Linked DNA regions of Bos taurus: region 2 is linked to region 1. The links are chromatin contacts, called in public Hi-C maps. All regions are on one chromosome and are shown on one strand. Each heading gives the region's core, a stretch centred on a gene start, on an enhancer-like site or on the middle of the called end of the contact. The rest is flanking DNA. Distances are from core to core; before and after follow the strand shown. Region 1 has its middle 20 kb from the start of ZNRF3. Region 2 overlaps ZNRF3 (zinc and ring finger 3).

What was found. A called contact is a pair of places that touch in the nucleus more often than the background predicts.
Region 2: a Hi-C map of liver shows a contact between it and region 1, with 5 times the contacts expected there. The contact joins two enhancer-like sites. A contact is called at or near these places in 7 of 11 Hi-C or Micro-C datasets (8-cell embryo, blastocyst, blood and 4 more).

The regions. Positions count from the first base shown.
Region 1 is chr17:68,236,901-68,242,310 of ARS-UCD2.0, reverse strand. No RefSeq gene overlaps it. Among named protein-coding and RNA genes, the nearest start is that of ZNRF3, 20 kb to the left of the region's middle. Within about 2 kb of position 2,885, at least 31 of the 102 cell types and tissues checked have an H3K27ac peak or open chromatin away from gene starts, as enhancers often do. A contact at or near this core is called in liver and skeletal muscle, where this site is marked.
Region 2 is chr17:68,380,093-68,385,502 of ARS-UCD2.0, reverse strand. The region is part of intron 2 of ZNRF3 (zinc and ring finger 3); the gene reads right to left. Among named protein-coding and RNA genes, the nearest start is that of C17H22orf31, 25 kb to the left of the region's middle. Within about 2 kb of position 3,337, at least 53 of the 102 cell types and tissues checked have an H3K27ac peak or open chromatin away from gene starts, as enhancers often do. A contact at or near this core is called in liver and skeletal muscle, where this site is marked.

The sequences.
Region 1 (5,410 bases), core at 1,636-4,135:
CAACTGTAATTTTTATTTGCAAATGTGGTTTTATAGTTCTATAAGGTGCTTATACCTAGTGTTATGTTTCTGCATTATAATAAAAGCACTTAGTGAATAATGTGGCAAGGAGAGGGTCAGGAAGAAGTGTTTTCCTTTTTTAAAAAAAGTCCATTTATACATTATCCAGGTTTAAGGAACAAAAGCCTCCAGGATAAAGCCCAAATCCCTAGGCAAGACTTCAAAGGCCCTTTGTGATCCCGTCCCTGAACATGTCTCCAGCCTCGTCATCTCTACAGCCCCCCTTTCTTGAGTCCCCTGAACCACTTGGAGCTCCCCAGCTTAACATATCTTGCTCTCTCAGGCCTTGAATAAACTAGGAATCGGTTTGGCCCGTTTAACAGAAAGCTCAGCTTACAATGGCTTAGCCAGATAGAGGTCTTATTCTTCTCCTGTAACTGGAAGTCCGGAGCGGGGCAGCCGCGCGCTTGTCTCACGGCTCCACGATGCCAACGGAAACCTCCTTTATTGAAGGACGGTTGGTTTGCAATGTTGTGTTAATGTCAGGTGTACAGCAAAGCGATACATACATTCCTTCACAGATTCTTTTTAAAATTTTGTACTCATGTTTATTTCTGACTGTGCTAGGTTTTCACTGCTGCGTGGGCTTTTCTCCGGTTGTGGCAGGTGGGGTCTAGCCTCTAGTCGTGGGGTGCGGGCTTATCATTGCTGTGAATTTTCTTGTTGTAGAGCACGGGCTCTGGGGCCCATGGGCTTCAGTCGCTGTGGTTCTCCGGGCCCCAGAGCACAGGCTCAGTAACTGTGGCACCTGGGCCTAGTGGCTCCATGGTGTGTGGGATCTTCCCAGATCGGGGATCAAACCCATGTCTCCTAAATTGGCAGGCGGATTCTTTACCACTGAGCCATCAGGGAAGCCCTTCTTTTTCAGATTCTTTCCATTATAGGTTATTACAAGATACTGAATATAGTTCCCTGTGCCATACAGCAGGTCCTTGTTGTTTACAGCAGGGAGTTTCTGTTAATCCCAAACTCCTAATCTATCCCTCCCCCTTTCCCCTTCGTGATCATAAGTTTGTCTCCTATGTTTGTGAGTCTGTCTCTGTTTTGTAAATAAATTCACTTGTATTTAATTTTTAGGATTCCATACATAACTGATATCAGATGATATTTGTCTTTCTCTGACTTATTTTACACAGTATGACAATCTCTAGGTGCATCCATGTAGCTGCAAATGGCAATATATCATTCTTTTTTTACGGCTGAGTAATATTCCGTTGCGTATATGGACCACATCTTCTTCACCCATTTATCTGTCCATGGACACTTCAGTTGTTTCCAGGTCTTGGCTCTTGTAAACAGTGCTGCCCTGAACATTGCGGTGCATGTGTCTTTTTGAATTAGAGTTTTCATCTTTTCCAGATAGATGCCCAGGAGTGGGATTTCTGGATTTTATGATAGCTCTATTTTTAATTTTTTGAGGAAACTTCATACTGGTTTTCATAGTGGCTGCACCAACTTACATTCCCACCAACAGTACAGGAGGGTCCCTTTTCTCACACCCTCTCCAGCATTTAATTAATCAATTGCTTTCAGCTGCTCTGGGTCTTTGTTGCAGCACAAAGCTGTAGATCAATTTCGGGAAGGCTGACAGAGTCAAGAGGCCAACGTCAAGCTTTCTGTTCAGGAAGCAAGGAAAGAAATCCCGTTCCATCAGACTCTGATGCCCTCCCCACATTCCCCGCCTCACCCTCCTGTCACCTGCAAGGTTCCACTAATGTAACTTTTGCCCAGAAATTGTTTCCTCCTCTGAATGCCCTCTGAAAGCCAACGGGCTTTCTCCAGTTGCGGCACACAGAGGCTACTCTCCTGTTGCGGAGCACAGGCTCTAGATGGGCTTTCTCCACATTTCTGACTCCCCAGTAGTAAGTCAGAAACGGTCACAGTCACTTTTCCCTTTACCATGGGATTTGTCACACAGATGCTTTTAATCTTGATACAGTCAGATTTAACCATCTTTTCCTTAACAGTCTGCAGTTTTTGCATCTTCTTTAAGAGATCCATTCCATTCTGATGTTCCAAATATGTTTGTTAAAATTTCTGCCAAAATTGTAAGGTTTCATGTTCCACAGAGGGAGCTTTGATGCATCTGAAATTCGTTCATGGTCTGATGGGACAGAGTGAGCCGATCCTGTTTTCTTCCCGTACAAAGAGTCTGTTGTCCCAACACCATTGCTTCCCTGCCGACCTGCTGGTCTGGTGTCTGGGCTGAGTCAAAGTGGGCCGGTTCCTCAGCCACAGGACAGTCCTGGCGGGGCAGCGCCCTCTTGGGCATACAACTTGCAGCAATGCTTTAGAAGCTGCGTGGATGAAGGAGACCCCCTTTAGGGTTTTCAGGAAAGTTGCTGTTCAAAACTTTAGAAAGTATGGGCAGAGAGTGAAGAGGAGTCCAAGGTCATAGTTACAAACTCAGGCTTTAGAGTCAGACAGACCTAACCTAAGATCCCACTTCCCCTCTTGGATGAGTTATCTCCTCCTTCTTTATGGCTGCCCCTCCCGGGGACCCCCTGATCCAACCACAACATCACTCCCCAGCTCTTCCCTGGCTGCCTAACTCTGCACCCCGCTCCACCCCCCAATCACAGATGGCTCAGGTGGGTGCTGGACAAAGGGAGCCCGCTCAGAGACTGGGACAGCCAGAGATTCTAGTGCAAGAGATTTATTGAGGAAGGACCCTAGGGAGGAACATGGGAGGAACTGAAAGAAGCAGGACAGAGCCAGGGAGGAAACTGAGCAGATGCGTGCTTTCAGGAGAGGTCTAACCACAGCCTGATCCCACAGGGAGCTCGGGGGTATTTATTACACTGCAGAGTCTGTCCTGCCCTGAGGCCAGGGAGCCGGACTTTAAACCCCACCCTGTTAGTCAATCATTGGCCAAGGGCCACCCGGGCCGTGTGTGTAACCTCTCAGGCATCTCCTGGCAGGGCAGCTCCTGTTAGCTAAGAGAATCCTCCAGAGAAGGATGGAGCCATGAGCTTTTAGCAGCCAACACCCACAACAGCTGGGAAGTGGGTGTACCAGTGGGCAGGGCACCAACAGTGTCCAGCCCAGAGACCAAATCTCCCTACTTGCTGCAGTTCATCATAAATTAGAAAGAAATAGTTGAAACAGAGTCTAAGGATGTGATGATGGGAAAGGTTTAGTGAAAAATATGTTCTTGGACATGTCTTCACAAAGCTTCGTCAAAGAACGATCTATTTCACTATTTGATGCCTGTTATGTAATGTTAGTTTAAATTGCTCTTTGGCTTTATTTTTTTCTAGTGACAAAATAAATCTAGGTTCATGGTAAATTATTCCTATGCTAAAGTAATTTTATCTTAGCAAGTAATGTCAGATGGAGAAGGAAATGGCAATCTACTCCAGTATTCTTGCCTAGGAAATCCCAAGGACAGAGGAGCCTGGCAGGCTGCAGGCTATGGGGTCACAACGAGTCTGACGTGACTTATCAACTAAACAAGTAATGTCATACATCCTAAAGGAATCAACCCTGAATATTCATTGAAAGCACTGATGCTGAAGCTCCAATACTTTGGCCACCTGATGCAAAGAGCCGACTCATTGGAAAAGACCTTGATGCTGGAAAAGATTGAAGGCAGGAGGAGAAGGAGCGATAGACAATGAAATGGTCGGATGGCATCACTGACTCAGTGGACATGAGTTTGAGCAAACTCTGGGAGATAGTGGAGGACGGGGAAGCCTGGTGTGCTGCAGTCCATGGGGTCACAAAGAGTTGGACAACGACTTAGTGACTGAACAAGAACAATGTCATACAACCTGTCCCCACACATGCATCCTGAGAGAACCACTGGTAAGAGTTAGAAGTATATTATCTCAGCTCTTATCTCTATGAGTCATCTTTTGGAAAGGTCTAGAAAGCAGAAGCCAGAGATCAAATTGCCAACATCCGCTGGATCATGGAAAAAGCAAGAGAGTTCCAGAAAAACATCTATTTCTGCTTTATTGACTATGCCAAAGCCTTTGACTGTGTGGATCACAATAAACTGTGGAAAATTCTGAAAGAGATGGGAATACCAGACCACCTGACCTGCCTCTTGAGAAATCTGTATGCAGGTCAGGAAGCAACAGTTAGAACTGGACATGGAACAACAGACTAGTTCCAAATAGGAAAAGGAGTATGTCAAGGCTGTATATTGTCACCCTGCTTATTTAACTTATATGCAGAGTATATTATGAGAAACGCTGGACTAGAAGAAGCACAAGCTGGAATCAAGATTGCCGGGAGAAATATCAATAACCTCAGATATGCAGATGACACCACCCTTATGGCAGAAAGTGAAGAGGAACTCAAAAGCCTCTTGATGAAAGTGAAAGTGGAGAGTGAAAAAGTTGGCTTAAAGCTCAACATTCAGAAAATGAAGATCATGGCGTCCAATCCCATCACTTCATGGGAAATAGATGGGGAAACAGTAGAAACAGTGTCAGACTTTATTTTTTGGGGCTCCAAAATCACTGCAGATGGTGATTGCAGCCATGAAATTAAAAGAGACTTACTCCTTGGAAGGAAAGTTATGACCAACCTAGATAGCATATTCAAAAGCAGAGACATTACTTTGCCAACAAAGGTCCGTCTAGTCAAGGCTATGGTTTTTCCTGTGGTCATGTATGGATGTCAGAGTTGGACTGTGAAGAAGGCTGAGCGCCAAAGAATTGATGCTTTTGAACTGTGGTGTTGGAGAAGACTCTTGAGAGTCCCTTGGACTGCAAGGAGATCCAACCAGTCCATTCTGAAGGAGATCAGCCCTGGGATTTCTTTGGAAGGAATGATGCTGAAGCTGAAACTCCAATACTTTGGCCACCTCATGTGAAGAGTCGACTCATTGGAAAAGACTCCGATGCTGGGAGGGATTGGGAGCAGGAGGAGAAGGGGATGACAGAGCATGAGATGGCTGGATGGCATCACTGACTCGATGGACGTGAGTCTGGGTGAACTCCGGGAGTTGGTGATGGACAGGGAGGCCTGGTGTGCTGTGATTCATGGGGTCGCAAAGAGTCGGACACAACGGAGTGACTGAACTGAACTGAATTGAGAAAGCAGAAGAGGTCTCATTAAATCTGACCCACTGGAAACCTTTAGCAAATATACTTAATGGTAACTTTGAAAGCTTTCTTTCTGAGATGGAGAATGAGATGACAGTGTCTGCTCTCATCACAAATATTTACCACAGTTCTTTAGGCCATTCAAGAGGCAATATTTAAACCATATGGTATGGATACACAGACGGAGAAGGCAATGGCACCCTACACTCCAGTACTCTTGCCTGGCAAATCCCATGGACGGAGGAGCCTGGTAGCCTGCAGTCCATGGGGTCGCTAAGAGTCGGACACGACTG
Region 2 (5,410 bases), core at 2,088-4,587, 140 kb before region 1:
AACCGAAGGGAAATCGCCATGGAACTTAGAGTCACCCTCTGTATACTCGGCTCCTCAATCTCCAAGGTTCCTCCATGTCCATGGTTCCGTGTTCGCAGATTCAAGCCCCTGGGTTATGCAGCATTGTACTATTGCCCACTGAAAACACCCGTGTCTAAGTGGACCCATGTTTCAAACCTGTGTTACTTGAGGGTCAGCTGTATACAGTGCAATGTGACAACTACTTAAGAAGGCCAAGTGTGTGCCAGGCACCCCAGGAAGGATCCAAGCCAGGACCTTCTAGAGGCGTCTGTCTCCACACACCTGCTGTTGTCCTGGGAGGGGGAAGAGATCTCGGTTGGCAAGCAGCAGGGTAAGGGCACTGAGGTCTCCCCCTTTCTTACTCAAGAGTGTTCACGTGCAGCCCTCCTCCAGCATACACAGCCGTATGACCCACAGTGGCAGAAACCATGGTCATGGGGAATCCAAGATGGCACCAGAGGCCCAGGGCTTAGTGTCCACGACCTGGCAGCAGCTTCCTGCTTCAGCGGGTCCCCAGGTTCCTTCTGCAGCTGTTCCTGGGGCAAAGCTCACTGTTCCAGCTCAGGCTGATAGAGGTGCATGTGCCTACCCTTCACGTGGTCCTGGCCTTCTTATAGCCAGGGCTCTCTCTGGAGAAAGGTGCCCCACGAGCGCCATGCAGGGGCCAGGCTGAACCACACCCCTTTGCCCTCACCCCGACGCTCAGCCGCTCACCAAGTTTTGCTGCTTCCGTCTTCCACATCCATTCGTTGTTTTCCCAGCCCCACTACTGCCATCCTGTATCGGACACTACAGTTCTCACGTGAGTCACAACCACCACCCCCCTGGGGGCTCCGTAGCCCACCCCACCTTCCCCCAGCGCCCCCCACCCCCCACAGGGTCTCCATGCAGCACAAGAGGGCATTCTCTGAATCGCAGACCTGCCCTGCCCCACTCTCCTGAATGACTCTGTGATGCTCTTAGAATAAGACGTGAGCTCTATTTAAAACGGGTAACCACCGGGGTCCTACAGTACACCCAGGGAACTCTGTTCAACGTCACGCGGCAGTCTGGCTGGGAAGGGGGTTTGGGGAGAATGGATCCACGTGCATGTTCGGCTGAGCTCCTCTGCCGCCCACCTGGAAGCAGCACGACACTGTTAATCGGCTATCCTCCAAAAAATCAGAATAGGATGTGACTCCGCCGGCTTTCCGCGAACTCAACCCACCAGCCCCGGAGCCTGACGAGGCGGGGCTTCTGCAGCTCCTTGCCCACTCTCGCCCGTAGCCAGCCGGGCCTCCTCCAGCTCTCACAGCCGCAGGTGCTCCTCTCCACACCCTGGCCCGCTCGGTCCCACTGGAACAGCTCTTGTGACATCACACTGTCACTGTTTACTTAAAGTGCCTCCCTCACTAGAGGGCAGCCAAGGCCTCAGACTTCTTTCCCGCTCCATTCCCAGAATCCAGCAAAGAGCCTGGCACAGGGTAAAATGGCCTAGAAACGTCTGTTGATTGACCTAAAAAGGATGAGCTTTCGCCCCCGGGGTTAGCATCAAACACACCGAGCCCTGCTGTTCCAAGCACGGGCTGTGGCTCGCTCCAGGCCACCTGGTCTCCTATTTCCTCTGACTTTCCGAGTGGCCGAAGGTTCATTCTCTACCAGATCTTCTCGGAAGTCGGGATCCTCCGCTGGGCAGATGTTGGCAGTTTGGTTTCTTATGAGCCGCGGCCGGGTCTTCTGCTGCAGTGCTTGCGTACGGGCCTTCTACTGGTGGTTGGTTCTAACTCAGGAATTATTCTCTCTGGGGAACCTCCACCCCAGTCCCTGAGAGTGGCTCTGCCTCACTGGGGATCTTTATGGGGTCCCAGGCCTCTTGTGGGCAGGTCTCTGATGTCAGGGCACTCGTTGCATGTTCCCCTTCTACTCCTGGGAGGAGCGCAAGCCTCCCTGACAACTCTCAGCAGAGGACAGCTGAGCAAACCACCACCTCCAGGTACATGCGCGGGCACAGACGGCAGGAGATGTGCATTTTCACTGTCCTCTCGTCACTTAGGAAAACCTGGCTTTCCTTCCTCCTCGAAGACTGATGGGAGAAACTGGCCTGCATGACACAGAGGGGCAGCGTGTGGACACTGGGCTGCCCACCCACCCTGCTGTCAAGATCCCAGAACGGGCGGCAGATTCCAAACCCCCAGACTCAAACATGCCCTTGGGCAGAGCCATGAGAGACCAAAAGTGCAGGCTTGTGAGGCTCGTCCACCTGAGGCGTGAACCTCCAGGCACGGTCCCTGCCAGCAACGCAGGGCCCCCTAACAAGCCCTGCTCAGGCTGCCACTGGGGCAGGGGCCTGTCCACACACAGAGACCACCAGCCAGACGCGGAGACACCCTGCCTGATGCTCACCAGTCTCTTGGCTGGTCCCATCCTAGCACAAACAAGCCAGAGCTCCCCAGGTCCCTGCGTGCCCCTCCCTCTGGACACCGCTAAGTGGATTCTAAAGCTGCCCTCCTCACTTTTTCCTTTCCTCCTCCTCCCCTGTGTTCTCGGCTGAGTGACCACCCAGGCACGGGGCTCTTGGGCTTTCTGGTCCGCCGCTGCGCCCTGAAGCATGAGTCACCGCACGACAGGGGACACTCTTTGCCAGCCGAGGGGGCTTGCAAGGCCCGTCTCACCAAGTGCCCTGTTTTCCTACAGAAACCTTTCATTCCATAGGAAATGAGGTCACACACCGGCGCCCATGGGTAACCGGTGAGAAAAGCCTGGTGCCAAGGAGGGGGCGGGCGTCAGAAGAATTGGCCAGGAAAAAAAAAAAAAACCAAAAAAAAAAAAAAGACCCTAACACTCTAACCGGGCAGCGGAATCACCTGCTGCTCTGCGGGGGCGGGGAGGGGGGGGTGGGGTTCTGCAGGGGAGGGTTAGGAGGGAGAGGAGGTGGGGAGGGGCACAGAGCTTAAGAAAATAACCTGGTTTCGTTTCCAGTATGTAGGACAGATAGGGTAGTTACTGAACAAAATTTGCAGGGCATGTGTCTGGTTTACTGCCACGACTTGGAGACCCTAATCCACTGCCTAAAGGGAGACCAACGCAAAACAGCTCCAACCCAGTGAGGGGGTGGGTGTGGGGAAGTGGGGGTGTCGGGCGGCCAAGCGGGCTCACCTTCCGGGGGCGGGAGGAGGCGGATGGGGGAGCCGGGTGGGTGGTGCGGCCCGGCCCGCTCCACCGGCTCCAGGCTCCGGGGCTTGGCTGCAGCCCGGCCTGACCTTCCAGGTTTCCCTGGCCGGAGATCAAAGCGCCGAAGCCACAAACACCGCTCAGAACTCCGAGGCCCTCCCCCCACGCCGCGGGGCCGTCTTCGGGGGGGCGGGGGTTGGGGGGGGAGCCGGGCTCCCATCCGGCCTCCTCTGACCCCACCCCGCCGGCCGCGCCCCTCCCGCCCGGAGAAGGTATTTCTCGCCATAATTAAAGTCATTAAGCCCTCCCGGGGCTCGCGTCGGCTGCGGGTTCCGAGCTCCGGAACGAATGTGATGCATTTTAAGTCCTAGTGAAGATTATGCCGATCTACTTAGGAGACATGTAGCAGCGAGAACTCAGCGGTTAAGTTAGTGGTTAAGGCTGCCTGCGTTTAAATAGTGTTATTTATTCTCAAAATATGTAGCAGCCCCACTTAATTTCTCCTAATTAAAGGAACCGGCAGGAGAGGCTGGGGGCCGCGGCCGTGTCACGGCGCCATCACCAGGTTGGTACCCTTCACGAGCAGAAAACGAACGGAAATGCGGTTCCCTAGATCTTAAACAGAGACATTTAGACCAGTTCCAAGAAACACAACGATCCTCTTTGTTTTAACACCTTGACGAGGAGCACCCAAACCCGGGAAGCTGTCCACGCCCTCCTGCGCCACCGCGCTGCCGGGTTAAGAGGTGTTGCGGGGGGGAGGGGGAACCTCCGCAGGTTGGGTTGTTCCTCGGGAGATGGCCTTGCCTGCGACAGAAACTTGTCGAAGGACTTGTTAGCTGCTGTGTCGGGTTGATGAGTTTCCAGAAGCCCCACTTGAGGCCAGATCTTATAAAGTCAGCAACTAGAAACTTCAAAAAGGACCACCCCCTTCTCTGCATTCGGCAGCTAACGCTTGTTTAATATAAACAAGTGTTAATTAGGTGGCGGGATCGGGCTTAACAACAGTGCCTGCAGAGACTGAAGACCCGACAGGCTCCCTTCCACTAGGAGAGCAAAGGCTGGGCTCCTCGCAGAGAGAACCATCAAGCCTGGCAGACTTGCTTCTCAACCTTGGCAAGTCGTGGGGTGCAGGGCAGCCTGCAGGCCTGGGCCCCTGCCCTGGAGATGCCTATTTCAGGGAGCCTCCCCCTGCAGGATTTTTCTGAGTTTCTCAGTCAGTTTTAAAATTCAGACAGGGCCGAGGTACCACTGAGTCAGGAGCTGCATGAAGCCTCTGGGGTACCTGTCAGAGGCACATTCCGAGGCCTCTCCTGGTTCAGCTGAACTCAGATAGGTCCAGAAGCTAGGTAACTAGCATCCCAGGCAAAACTGCTGATGAGGCAGAGGAATTCCTGAATCAGGAGGCAAAATGAAAACAAAAACAAAAAAACCCTAGGATAGTCTGATTGTATGTTTTCTTATTTTTATTAAGAGGAAGGGAATCTGCATGAAAGAATTTCTGCATGTCCCATGCAGAATTTCTGCATGTCCCATCTGTGGGGCTTGGGGGGAAACTAACAAACCTTTAAATAAAATAAATGCTACCATCTATCTTGAGGGCTTCCCAGGTGGCTCAGTGGTAAAGAAATCTGCCTGCCAATGCAGGAGACTCCGGTTCGATCCCTGGGCGGAAGACCCCTTGGAGGAGTAAGTGGCAACCCACTCCAGTATTCTTGTCTGGAGAATTCCATGGACAGAGGAGCCTGGCGGGCTGCAGTCCATGCACAGAGTTGGATGCACACACGCATACATATCTTAACATATACACCTTCATAGAGACTTGAAAGGCCAGGTTCTAACTGTAATTTCTCCAACTCCTTGGAGTTCATTGTCGGAATGTTTCGGTATGGAGAAAGCTGACCCCCAGGCCCACCCTGCATTTGGGGCGGGGGTGGGGTGGGGCGAGCTTGTGCACATGCGAGGGGTCACCCCAGCCTCGAGGCCAAAGTCCACCCACCCTCCTTGGGAAGAGGGCTGTGCTGCCAGGGTACCCTGCCCCAGAAGGAGGATCCTGGAGGAGAGAACTGCAAGGTCCTGGAAGCCAGCACAGGGCCATCTTGGGGGAGATCTGGGATCCCAGAAACAATTTAGAAGGGGGCTTCCTCTTGGATTGTCTTCGAGTGGCCAGAAGCTGTAGAAACTGGGCCTCCCCGACCTGGTCTTGGGACATGACTGCCTCAGAGCATCAGACCTAAAG